Regions from separate parts of the Mus musculus genome. Here all the other regions are linked to region 1. The links are chromatin contacts, called in public HiChIP or PLAC-seq maps. All regions are on one chromosome and are shown on one strand. Each heading gives the region's core, a stretch centred on a gene start, on an enhancer-like site or on the middle of the called end of the contact. The rest is flanking DNA. Distances are from core to core; before and after follow the strand shown. Region 1 has its middle 35 kb from the start of Hdac4. Region 2 has its middle 27 kb from the start of Mir6900. Region 3 overlaps Hdac4 (histone deacetylase 4).

Region 1 (3,403 bases), core at 644-3,143:
CACGCCAATCTCCAGGCAGGTTCCCTTCCTTAGGTAGTCCCCTCCCTATGTAGGCTCTGCCTATCTTCCCTGGGCAGGCCCCTCAACTCAGGCATGCTCATTTCCCAGGAAGTCTCCCTCCTCAGACATCCTCTTTCCTAGGGAGGTTTCCTCCCCAGATACATCCCCTCCTCTCACTTGCCCAGAGGGAGTACAACCCTCTATAATGGCCGGATAAACAGAAAGTCTGAACGAAAACTAGCCAGTGAGTCTTCCCAAAGCTTTCACAGGACAGCTGCTTCCTGATCATGACTTTGGATCTTGGGATTTTTCCCTTTTTTTGGCTAATGGTTGAGCATCTTTAGAACTCAGGGTTCCCATTGCAGCTAGGCCAGTGTCTCATTCAGCGTTCTATTGCTGTGGGGAGACAGCATGACTTCAGTGACCCTTATAATGGAAAACATGTAGTTGGGGCTGGCTTCCAGTTTCAGAGGTTTGGTCAGTTGTCATCATAGTGGGGAGCATGGCAGCACGCAGGCAGACATTGTTCTGGAGAATTAGCTGGGATTTCTACATCCTTGTCCATTCAGATCCATAGGCAGCAGGAAGAGAGAGATTCTGGGCTTGCAATGGGGTTTTAAAGCCCCCCACCCCACCCCCTGTGACACACTTCCTGCACCAAGGCCACGCCTCCAAGTCCTTTCAAATCATGCTACTCCATTTGAATGCTGGTGACCAAGCATTCAAGTCTATGACCCTATGGGGAACACTCTTATTCAAACCACAACAGCCAGGTTGCCTGCAGGACCTACCTCAGTTCCTGGCACACAGTGGCTACCTAAGGAATGTCTCTTCCCTTCTATGGGTGAGGTGATCCGGCAGTTGGACTGCCTAAGAGTCCTGTGGTGGCTGGTGGCTATGGTTGAGCTGGAGACAGGTCCAGCTACCTGCCTGAGATCCAACATGGCTTCAGGGTTAATGTTGTGGAGAGGACACCAGGCAGTGGGCATGCTGGGAAGAAGTGAGGCTCCAAAGTTCCAGGGATCCGGGAATTGTGATCTGGGTCTTATAGGTCTGGTAAATGTTTAGCATATGGCTGGAGTGTAGAACCTGGCCTTTCTTTGATGTAAACATTTACACTGTAGCTGATACCTGGAAGAAATGGGAGCATGAAGTCCAGCTTTGGGGAGCCGAGGTGACTCTAGGATATCACTGGAGAAACAGCTGACCCCAAGTACAGGTTCTGGGGTCAATTCCACTGAGACCTTATGACTGTTACTTAATGTCTGTCACCCACACGTCCTGAGGAAGATCAAGCCCTTGAACTTTAGAGCTGGAAGGCTTGGTCCCCTTCTGGTTACTGCATTTCTGGGCTTTCTGTTCAGACATTGGAAGTTGTAAAAGTAGCACACAGAGAGCAGCTGTCCATCTCAAATTAGGTGGAAGGACCACCTGGTCAGCAAGGGAGCAGAGCCAAGCCCCAGGTGGTGACCTAGGTAGACAGGATGCAAAGGATGAGGAGAAAGGCAAGGCCTTCTGGCAAGGCTGAAACCTCTGCCCAATTCTGCTCAGGCTGGGTCAGAGGGCACCGCTTTGGCCTTCTGGTCTACCAACAGGAGTCAAGGCTGACAGCGTCTGACTGTGAACACAGAGGAAATCCTGAAAAGCCAGAGAAATTCATGGTGTTCTTGTAAGAAGCAGCCTGAGACCCCTCCCACTGCCACGGCCTCCCTTGTGCTGTAATAGCAAGGAGACACACTTCGGACCCCGATTTCTGGGCCTGGAACCTCATGTTTTCCTCTCTGGAGAACCCCTCATTTCCCGGAAAAGTACTAGTGCTTTGTGACAGGCCGGCCTCTGGCCTTGTGAAATTCAGTCCTAATCCCTTGGTTAATAAAGTGACTCATGTCTGGGCTTGCCAGCTCTTTGTTCCAGGAGATAATAATAACTTGTGCTGAGTGACCCCTTGCGCACAAGGAGTCATGTCTGATTAGCCAGTGCTTTGTCTTTCATGACTGCACACACTTTCCTAGCCCTCTGAGCAGGGAGAGTCCAGGGGCTACCATGGCCCGACCTTGTAGGTACCTGTATGGGCTCTGTACATTTTCCAGGGTGCCTAACAGGTTGTGAACCACTCTCACTTCCCAGAGAAGTACCTACACTTGGCCTATTGTCCTGTGGCAAACATCTTCTGCCCTTGCGAGCTGGGCTGCTTTTGGGATCTCACCCAGCTGAGAACATGCAGCAGAGAGGAGCAATTAGTTTGTATTCCCACAAACATTTTTCACGGATTCAAGTCTCTCTCAGAGAGAATGAACCAGAGGGTAAACGGAACCATAGATTAAAGGGCTGATGTCGGGCAATTCTTTGAACTATTTTCTTGGGTTTGAGCCATCATTATTTGTAACATTCTATGAAAAGCCAGAAAATAATTGTTTTCTCCCCTGACTGATTTTGTTCTTTTCCTCTTAGCAAATATTGATTCTCTCCCCCTCCCCCCACCCCCTTCAGACTTGGTGCTGAATGAAGCTGAAATTAACAGGGCTGCTTTTGTTTAATACAATGAACAAAAACTTGTGTTGGAGGGGTCTTGTCCTGCCAAAACATCTGCGCATGGCCCAGATGGCAACTGGGCTCTGGAAATAGGGCCTGTGCGCCTAACTCCTGCCGAGTCAGCGCAGGGGAATGAGCGCGCTGCATTTTAATAGGTCCTACAAAAATAGTAACTTTCGAAAACTTCTTGGCAACAGAAGTCTTTTTTTTTTCTTTTCTTTTTTTCATTTTTTTTTAAAGAATGTGCAGAGATGTGGGACTTCCCTATTAGAGACTAAATAGAGGAAAGTGTGGTTTCAAGCTGGAGATCTGCTCCCAAGAGCTACAAGGACACGTCTGTAGCACAGACTGACTGGTGCAAGTCACAGGATAGTGGGAGATGATGGAGTTCCCCCAGTGCTGGTGACATCGCTGTCCCAGGCGCCAGGATTGTTTTCCTCTCTCTGAAAAGTTGTGAAAAAAAAAAGGATGTTCACCGGGAAGCTTTGTTTTTGTTGTTTTTGTTTTGAGGCATAGACCCAGGCTGACCTCAAAGCCATTGCATAGCCGGGGGTGATCTTGAACTCCTGGCCTTCCTGCCTATATTCCCAAGCACTGAGATCACAGGCATGCACCACCACGCACAGTTTCTGGTGCTTCGGATTAGATGTAGGGCCTCATGTATGCTGGGCTTTCCCTACACACTTAACTGTTACCCAATGCCTGGAGTTTCGCAGGGTTATGAATGGCCCAAGACTGAGGGTGCAGAAAGAGAAGTGAGAGGAAACCATGCACACGTCGTGCGAAGACGTCCGAAGAAGTCCAGGGTCACGGCTGTTTTAGGTCCTGGCACTGGTTTCAGATGCTAGCTCTGAACGTGTTGCAAGCTTTC
Region 2 (3,403 bases), core at 670-3,169, 220 kb after region 1:
CCTCGAAAAAACAAACCAACCAACAAATAAACCAACCTATCACCACTACCAACAAAATACAGACTCTGGAGAATGGCCCTAGGTGGGAGCCCTGTGCTCAGGCACCATGGCTGATAGGGTATCGGCTGATGGGTACCTTTTAACCTCCCACTGACAACTCTTAAGAGTTCAGATATAAGATATGTGAGTGCTAAGGAGCCAGGGATATCAGGAGTGACTCCCAGTCCCTCCCAAGGCACAGCGTACAGAGCACAGCGCAGACAGCATATCCACATTCGGCTCTCTACATAAATCACACAGGACCTCTGTGTGCTGGGGGGTATCTAAGAATGCTGGGGCTTCCTTCTTTTTGTGGCTACAGTTCCTCAATGGATTACTCCTGTCTTGTGACAGGAGTGAGCTCAGGGCCTGAAGGTTGTCTGTGACGTAAGGTGATCAGTAAGGCTTCTCTCCCACTCTCACAAAGGAAGAGTCCTTTCATTACCTGGGTTTCATCAGTAACAGGGTCTGGGGACAGCCACTCTCTCCAGCCCAGTCACTGAGAAAGTTGGAACTGAACCAGCCAGTGGATTAACAGGTTGATAACACAATGACCCTTGTCAAAAGTAACTGTTTTGATGGAGGACTTGTAGGATGAAGTGATTAAGAGCAGGTGCACACATCTGGCCATACCTGCAGGCCCCTACCAGCCGTGACCCATTTCCTGTATAAATACACCTGCATCCATTTCCAGGCTAGAGGGTCCTTCAAGCCAGCGCAGTTTATTACATTGGCCAGCTCTTACCCACCATGAGGCTTTCTCTAGCTCTGCCTCACCCCTCACCTCTCCACTGCTCCGTTGTTCTCCGAACAACCAGAGCCTCTAAAGGTCAGACTGAAGGATGGAGCCAAGCAGATCTGTGGGGCTGCATGCAGGGAATGCCAACCAGGTGGACACCCTGTGCCTCCTGCAGGCAAAGCATGGCCCACAGATAGCTTCAATTCGAAGCTGATCTTGCACTTCCCTGCTTCAGGCTGTGGAGAGGACTGAAGGGTGCAGGGAGTGCTAGGGATGTCTGAGATGGAGGATCCCCACATTTGGATCTTACCATCTGCTGGGCAGTGCCCCCTGGGGCTGTGAGGAAGGAAGCCAGTGTGTGTGTGTGTGTGTGTGTGTGTGTGTGTATGTGTCTTTGTCTCAGTCTGGCTCCCAGGTTGGCTACAAGGAGGCACATTTCATTTCTTGCCATTGATCTGCTGGCTGAGCCTCATTCACAGCCCACTGGGCTATGCTCCCACCCCTGGAATACCCTGGCTCTGGGCAAGTCCATTCGCTTTGCCCTGAGGCTACTGAGTTTGGCAGGAAGACAGGGGCCCTCTGCTTTCAATCCGCACAGCATGAAAAAGATCCTGCTGCTGCTGGCACCACCTCGTTCTAGGAAAATGCAGGTGTAAAGGATTTGTTTGACATTCTGTCAGGATACTAAAAAATGTAGTAAAAGCCAAGCACTTTTGGGTGCTTTGTTATACTGCTTTGAAGACCCCTTGCGGTAAGCCTATACTGCAAATCTCTGGTCCTAGGGTGTCTGGTGAGAATTCCAGAGAGAGCAGGACACACCAAAACTCAGAGCTTGGGTCTCCGGACAAGTCCAGGGCCTTGCAGCTTAAAAGGGCAATTTCCCTCAAATTCCAGTCATCTTCTAATCCTGGGTTTGCTTCCTTTCACATGAGTTTCCCGCTAAAGAAACCCAACAGGAAGAAAGGACCTGAGGGCTGAGGTCCTGGCAGAAGCACTGCCCTCAGGGCTGGCTTTATATTAGATGAAGAGGCCAGGGTGCCTCAGGCTCTTTCCTCCATTCACCCAGCTCTGAGCTGTCTCCTTTCAACGCCCTTGTAGCCTGGTGCTACAGCGCTAACCTTGCTCATCAGCCCCAGGGCAGGCCTGCCTGGCTCCTTGGCGCCAGCACATACTGCTCACAGCCAATCCAGAAGTCCGTTTTGGTAAACAGAACACAGGATGTTTCCAAGCAATTAGGAGCCAGCAGGCTTTAGAAGAGGGGCCCGTGTCAAGCAAGAGAACATTGTTCATTCCTGTTGCACTGGCCAGGCACCCACTTACAAAGTGTAGCCTGACTGCCGGTCCTTGAACCCTCTGGTATTCTTCATCCTGAAGTGGCCACCTAGTCACATGCTGCCCTTACTGAATTGCTTTGCCTGGTGAACGGCTATTTGCTGTAGCACCACTGCTGTGTGGAGGGTTGCAATTGGCAGCAGTCAGATACCTGGGGAGCATGCCAGCTGCCACCAGGCTGCAGGCTGAGCCTAGCGCTACTGAAGATGGAGGAAACCACGAGAGCCTTAAGTCCATGAGGACTTCCTCTGTCAACAGAAAACACAGAACCAGTGTTAAAACAGCGCCCTGTTCCTGATCCTCAAAGTGCAGAGGCGGCTGCCAATGTGGGCTATTCAAAGTGTGTGGTTATCTTTCAGCTCTGATCCAAGCTCTAAAGGGCAGTAGAGACTCTGGTGAGACTGATGAGGGACTGCATCAATGCCATACCAGAGTATTTACCAGTCCTCAGGGCTTAGTCCTGGAGACTGGAGAATACTCACCCTCTTTTGCCCGAGTGAACACAGGAAATGGGCAGATGGACTTCTGTAGCAACACTAATCACAAGTGTCACACTACACCCAGGGAGTAGAGTCATCAGGGGAAGAAACAAGCACTTGGAAGGACTCTTAGGGTCCGAGTGTCCTGACTCTGTCCTGACGTGCTAGCCACCATGGCTGAGGTCTCTGGACTGTGGCCCAGGACCTACTTCTCACAACGCTGCATGCCTGTTCTGTGGGCCTTCAGGGGCAGCAGTGCCACCCAGCCAGGGATAGCACGCAGAGCCAAGATAAAGATGCTTTCTTTCTCTTTGACCCTTCTCAGGGGGCTCACAAGCTACTCAAACCACAGAATCCCAGGGCTGGCCCATTTCAGAAGGGGAGGGGGAGGGGCCGCAGGCAGGTAGGTGGCCCCAGCAGTAAGGCCAGCTTTTCTGGAAGATCAAAGTGTTCTCTTCTGTACTGCCTAATATTGACCTGCTCTCCAACAGTGTTCTGTGTGTGCCTGAATGGAGCCCAGTGCTACCAGGGAACTGAGTGCTAAATTTCATTAAGTTTTAATTAAGTTAAATGCAAGTTACATGTGCTTGGAGCAGCCACAGCAGGGGTCTCAGTACAAACTCACAGCTTAGGACAGCAATTCAGATTGACACCCGCTCCTAAGGACTCTCCCCCCAGGTTCCCATGCAGGAGAACAATAAGATGCCACTGCTCTTTCACCTGGGACTGGCACCCTCATTTTGGATAGCATCATCTGTACTACCCCACACCCTATGCTCAGCTTGCTCTTCAGAGATAAGAGAAAGCGAGCCTG
Region 3 (3,403 bases), core at 658-3,157, 200 kb before region 1:
TGAATCCTACAGCCTTAGAAGGAACTTGTGATGCTAAATTGCTACCTTGATTACCAACTGACTATAACTGGAAGCTACTGAAACCCCAGGCTGCTGGGCCCCCCTGTGAGGCATTTTCTTTTCTCTTTTTCTTCTTTTTTTTGAGACAGGGTGTATAGGCCTGGCTGGCCTAAAACGCAGAGATCCCTCTTCCTGCTGAGTGCAGGGTTAAAGGTGTGTACCAACATGCCTAGATTTGTGAGGGATTTCTTAATCAGATTATTTGAAGTAGAAAGAGCCACCCTAAATCTGGGCCACACCTTAGGGTGGCAGCACATATAAAGGAGATAGAAGAAGGAAAAGTTTGCTTTTGTTTGCTTGCCTTCACTCTCAATGGCAAATTCATCTGCCTTGTTACTGATACATTCATTCCTTGGCTGGTATTTATAGCTTACTTCTTTGGGATTCCAACACAGATTGAAGATCAGGACTTCTGTGCCAGACTGGGCTTACTGAGACATCTATCCTCAGAGATTGAGCAATTACTGTATTCTTAGCCTCTCCCTCATGAGACTACCAGACCAAAGCCTGTAAGCCAGTCTACTAAACCTCCTTTAGTGTGTGTGTGTGTGTGTGTGTGTGTGTAAAATATTTATCTCCACCATATCAGCTCTGTTCCTTTAGAGATCCCTGACTAAGAAAGAACAGTTTAAAAGAGGAAACTAAAGCAAAGAGGCAGCCTAATAAAGTTTTTACCTTAGGTGGACTGGCTCCTAAGCAGTTTCGATGATGCCCACATGGGAAAACAGCTAATCCTTCAGCATATGCTTGAATATATGAACTAGCTGTGAGGTCCAAGCATGTGCGCATATGAATGTACACAAATGTGGTTTCAGTAAACACGTGTGAAGATGGTTCCACTTCACACATGGAGTGTGTGCACTTCATATGCTGCCTCATGTCATCTCCAGCAAGACTTTATGGAAGACAAATAGATGTACCCAGAGATATGTCCAATCTCTCTGATGCTGGATGAGCACTCAAAAGAGGAGCTTAAGCCAACCTTCATGAACTACATATAGTGCTGCCAGGAGGTTAGTGCAGCCACAGCTAATCCTGACACACACATTGCAAGGTTCATGCTTCTAGAAGTGCCCAAGCTGCACACAGAAGGCCTTCTTGTACTCCCCTCTAACCACAGGCCTTACAGCTCCCTGGTTGGATTTCTTCCCAAGACTGTCTATCACCAGCTTCCACAGTCAACTACAGCACTGGGTAGACTGAGGGGGTGGGACTGTAAACTGCTCTGAGTTTGTTCCAATCAGAATCACAATATGCCACTTACTCAGCATGGGAAATTCAAGTCACATCATATCAAGAATGTGATGGAAAAGTGACAGCAATTGTATAATTGTTTCCACCCCAACAGTCAAACCTGTGTGGCCCAGGCATTGAGCCACTCAGATTACTTTCAATAAAACATAAGCATGAGCAAAATAAACAGGGCCACCAACTTATTCATACCATGGGCATAATAAAAGAGGTGCTGGTCCCTGTCCTGTGGGGCTATCCTGGAAGACCCAGGCAAATTCTCAGGCTACCATACCTACACAGACACCCTGGGGCTGACCTAACCTAGCCCCAGCCCCTAGGACAGAGGTTATAGCTCTGTTCTCACCTATGCTATACCTCCACAACCTGCCGAGTGAGCCTTCCTAGTCTAGCTTCCCTAATGCTATAGAAGTAAGCCAGAAGAGGTTAGAGCCTCAAGACTTCTCAGAGCTGTCCAGTCACAACTGTGGTTGTGTGCAACAAAGATTTACTGGGCAGACTGAGCAGGTGGCACTGTCTGTTTATGTAAACTTTATGTCCCTGTTTATGTAAACTTTCCAGAGCTCTCCTGAGAAAATCAGTTACTAAGAAGATTCATGGGGCAAAGGTCATTTGCAGCCGGGTGTATGGCAGATTAACTGGAGAGGGTACAGGAATTCCCCATAACAGCTTAGAGAAAGAGACTGAGAGAACACTGAAAGACTGCCCAGGCCTGCCCAGACCCTACAATGGCTACCTTCCCCACAGAAAGGCCACTTGCAGAAAGCTTAACACTGTGTCTAGCAACAGTGGGTGCAGGGGGCGGTCAGAGAAGGCCAGCAGAGACTCCTGGCTCTCTGGTTTATATTTCAAACAGCCACTAAAATGGCCTCTAAAGTGGATCTCTGCCCTGAGCTGGCAGCATGCTTCAGCAGAGTATGAGGTGACACAGCAGGAAGGGAAGATGGGCAGGCCAGCTGCCTGGCTTGGTCTATCCTCACAGAAGCACCACACACTTTGCTTGCTGCCTTCCCCATGCTTCCACGGGGCAGCAGTATTGCCCCACAATGAAGACGAAATGACAAGGAGTGTGAAAACACTCTGAAAGTTTGATATGAGGTTGGCATGTGTACTTCCACAGTTTTATCTTGAGTCTGTTTCTGAAAGACATCCCCTAAAGAGGACAGTGTCTCACGGAGGACAGCTGAAAGTCAGAGGAAGTTATCAGCAAGTTACAACCTAGCTGGATGGATGGGACAAGGGACCAAACCCAAGTCTCAAAATTGCATCCTCACTTGGCCACCCTTGTTGATAGCAGTCAATATATAGATAAATCTAACATAAGTCAGGATCTAAGCTCCTCTCAGCCAATGGCACTGAGCCACTGAACCCAGCTCCAGTTCTTATAATAACTTCAGAACAGTAACATTTTTCTATCCTTTATGGGAAAATCAGGTTATAACACTTTGTACTAAGCTTCATTCCAAGAGACTACTCCCAGCCATTCTAGGAAAGCCCCATTGTATAGTCCACATATTCATGGACTCTAGGGCTGCTAGAATAACATCTGTGAATAAGTAGGGTCAGTCAGAGAGTTCTTAAAGGTATGGTGGTGGTGTCCACAGGTAATGCACCCTCAATGGGTCACTAGGCAACTGGCATCAGGTTAACTTTTTACCTGCTTTAATCACCTTTGGAAAGCAAACATGGTGACATTTTTAAAAATAATAGTGCAATCATTTTATAATCATCCATTCCAAGAAACAGCCCTAAACAACTAGCTCTGCTCAGAGACACCCAACTCAGGAGCATGGAGTAGGTCATTGATGAAGAGTCTCTCTGTATTTTCCCTTAGTAACTAGAAGTAAAGCGAGTATCCTGTTATAGTCAAAAAGACATGCAAACCTGAAATTTAAAGAGATACAGATTGCAAATAATGGCCAGATTCCCAAAGACACCCCAGAACAATGCTGCTGGTCCTGTGTGTGTCACGACATCTTGAGGTCATGTTGCTAGGGCAGAAAGAACTAACCAGATCTGTGTTCCTCAGCCCATTACCACAGAACACTGTCAGTGACCGTTTATGACCCAGGCACTCGGAGCTTTGCTTCTT

Evidence for each region. HiChIP or PLAC-seq counts read pairs in DNA pulled down with a chosen protein or histone mark.
Region 2: an H3K27ac HiChIP or PLAC-seq map of SST interneurons shows a contact between it and region 1, with 3 times the contacts expected there. The contact joins two enhancer-like sites. A contact is called at or near these places in 2 of 484 Hi-C or Micro-C datasets (bone marrow-derived macrophages and ventricular fibroblasts) and 10 of 115 datasets of contacts at active chromatin or transcription factors (SST interneurons, astrocytes, double positive thymocytes and 5 more).
Region 3: a contact with region 1 is called in an H3K27ac HiChIP or PLAC-seq map of heart atrium, with 3 times the contacts expected there. The contact joins two enhancer-like sites. A contact is called at or near these places in 1 of 115 datasets of contacts at active chromatin or transcription factors (heart atrium) and 3 of 9 other capture datasets (adipose tissue, embryonic stem cells and liver).

What each region holds. Positions count from the first base shown.
Region 1 is chr1:92,213,613-92,217,015 of GRCm38.p6, forward strand. No RefSeq gene overlaps it. Among named protein-coding and RNA genes, the nearest start is that of Hdac4, 35 kb to the left of the region's middle. Within about 2 kb of position 1,894, at least 138 of the 459 cell types and tissues checked have an H3K27ac peak or open chromatin away from gene starts, as enhancers often do. A contact at or near this core is called in SST interneurons, astrocytes, heart atrium and 1 more, where this site is marked.
Region 2 is chr1:92,435,887-92,439,289 of GRCm38.p6, forward strand. No RefSeq gene overlaps it. Among named protein-coding and RNA genes, the nearest start is that of Mir6900, 27 kb to the right of the region's middle. Within about 2 kb of position 1,920, at least 105 of the 459 cell types and tissues checked have an H3K27ac peak or open chromatin away from gene starts, as enhancers often do. A contact at or near this core is called in SST interneurons, astrocytes, heart atrium and 1 more, where this site is marked.
Region 3 is chr1:92,014,199-92,017,601 of GRCm38.p6, forward strand. All of the region lies in intron 4 of Hdac4 (histone deacetylase 4), which reads right to left. Among named protein-coding and RNA genes, the nearest start is that of Gm46242, 140 kb to the left of the region's middle. Within about 2 kb of position 1,908, at least 20 of the 459 cell types and tissues checked have an H3K27ac peak or open chromatin away from gene starts, as enhancers often do. A contact at or near this core is called in heart atrium, where this site is marked.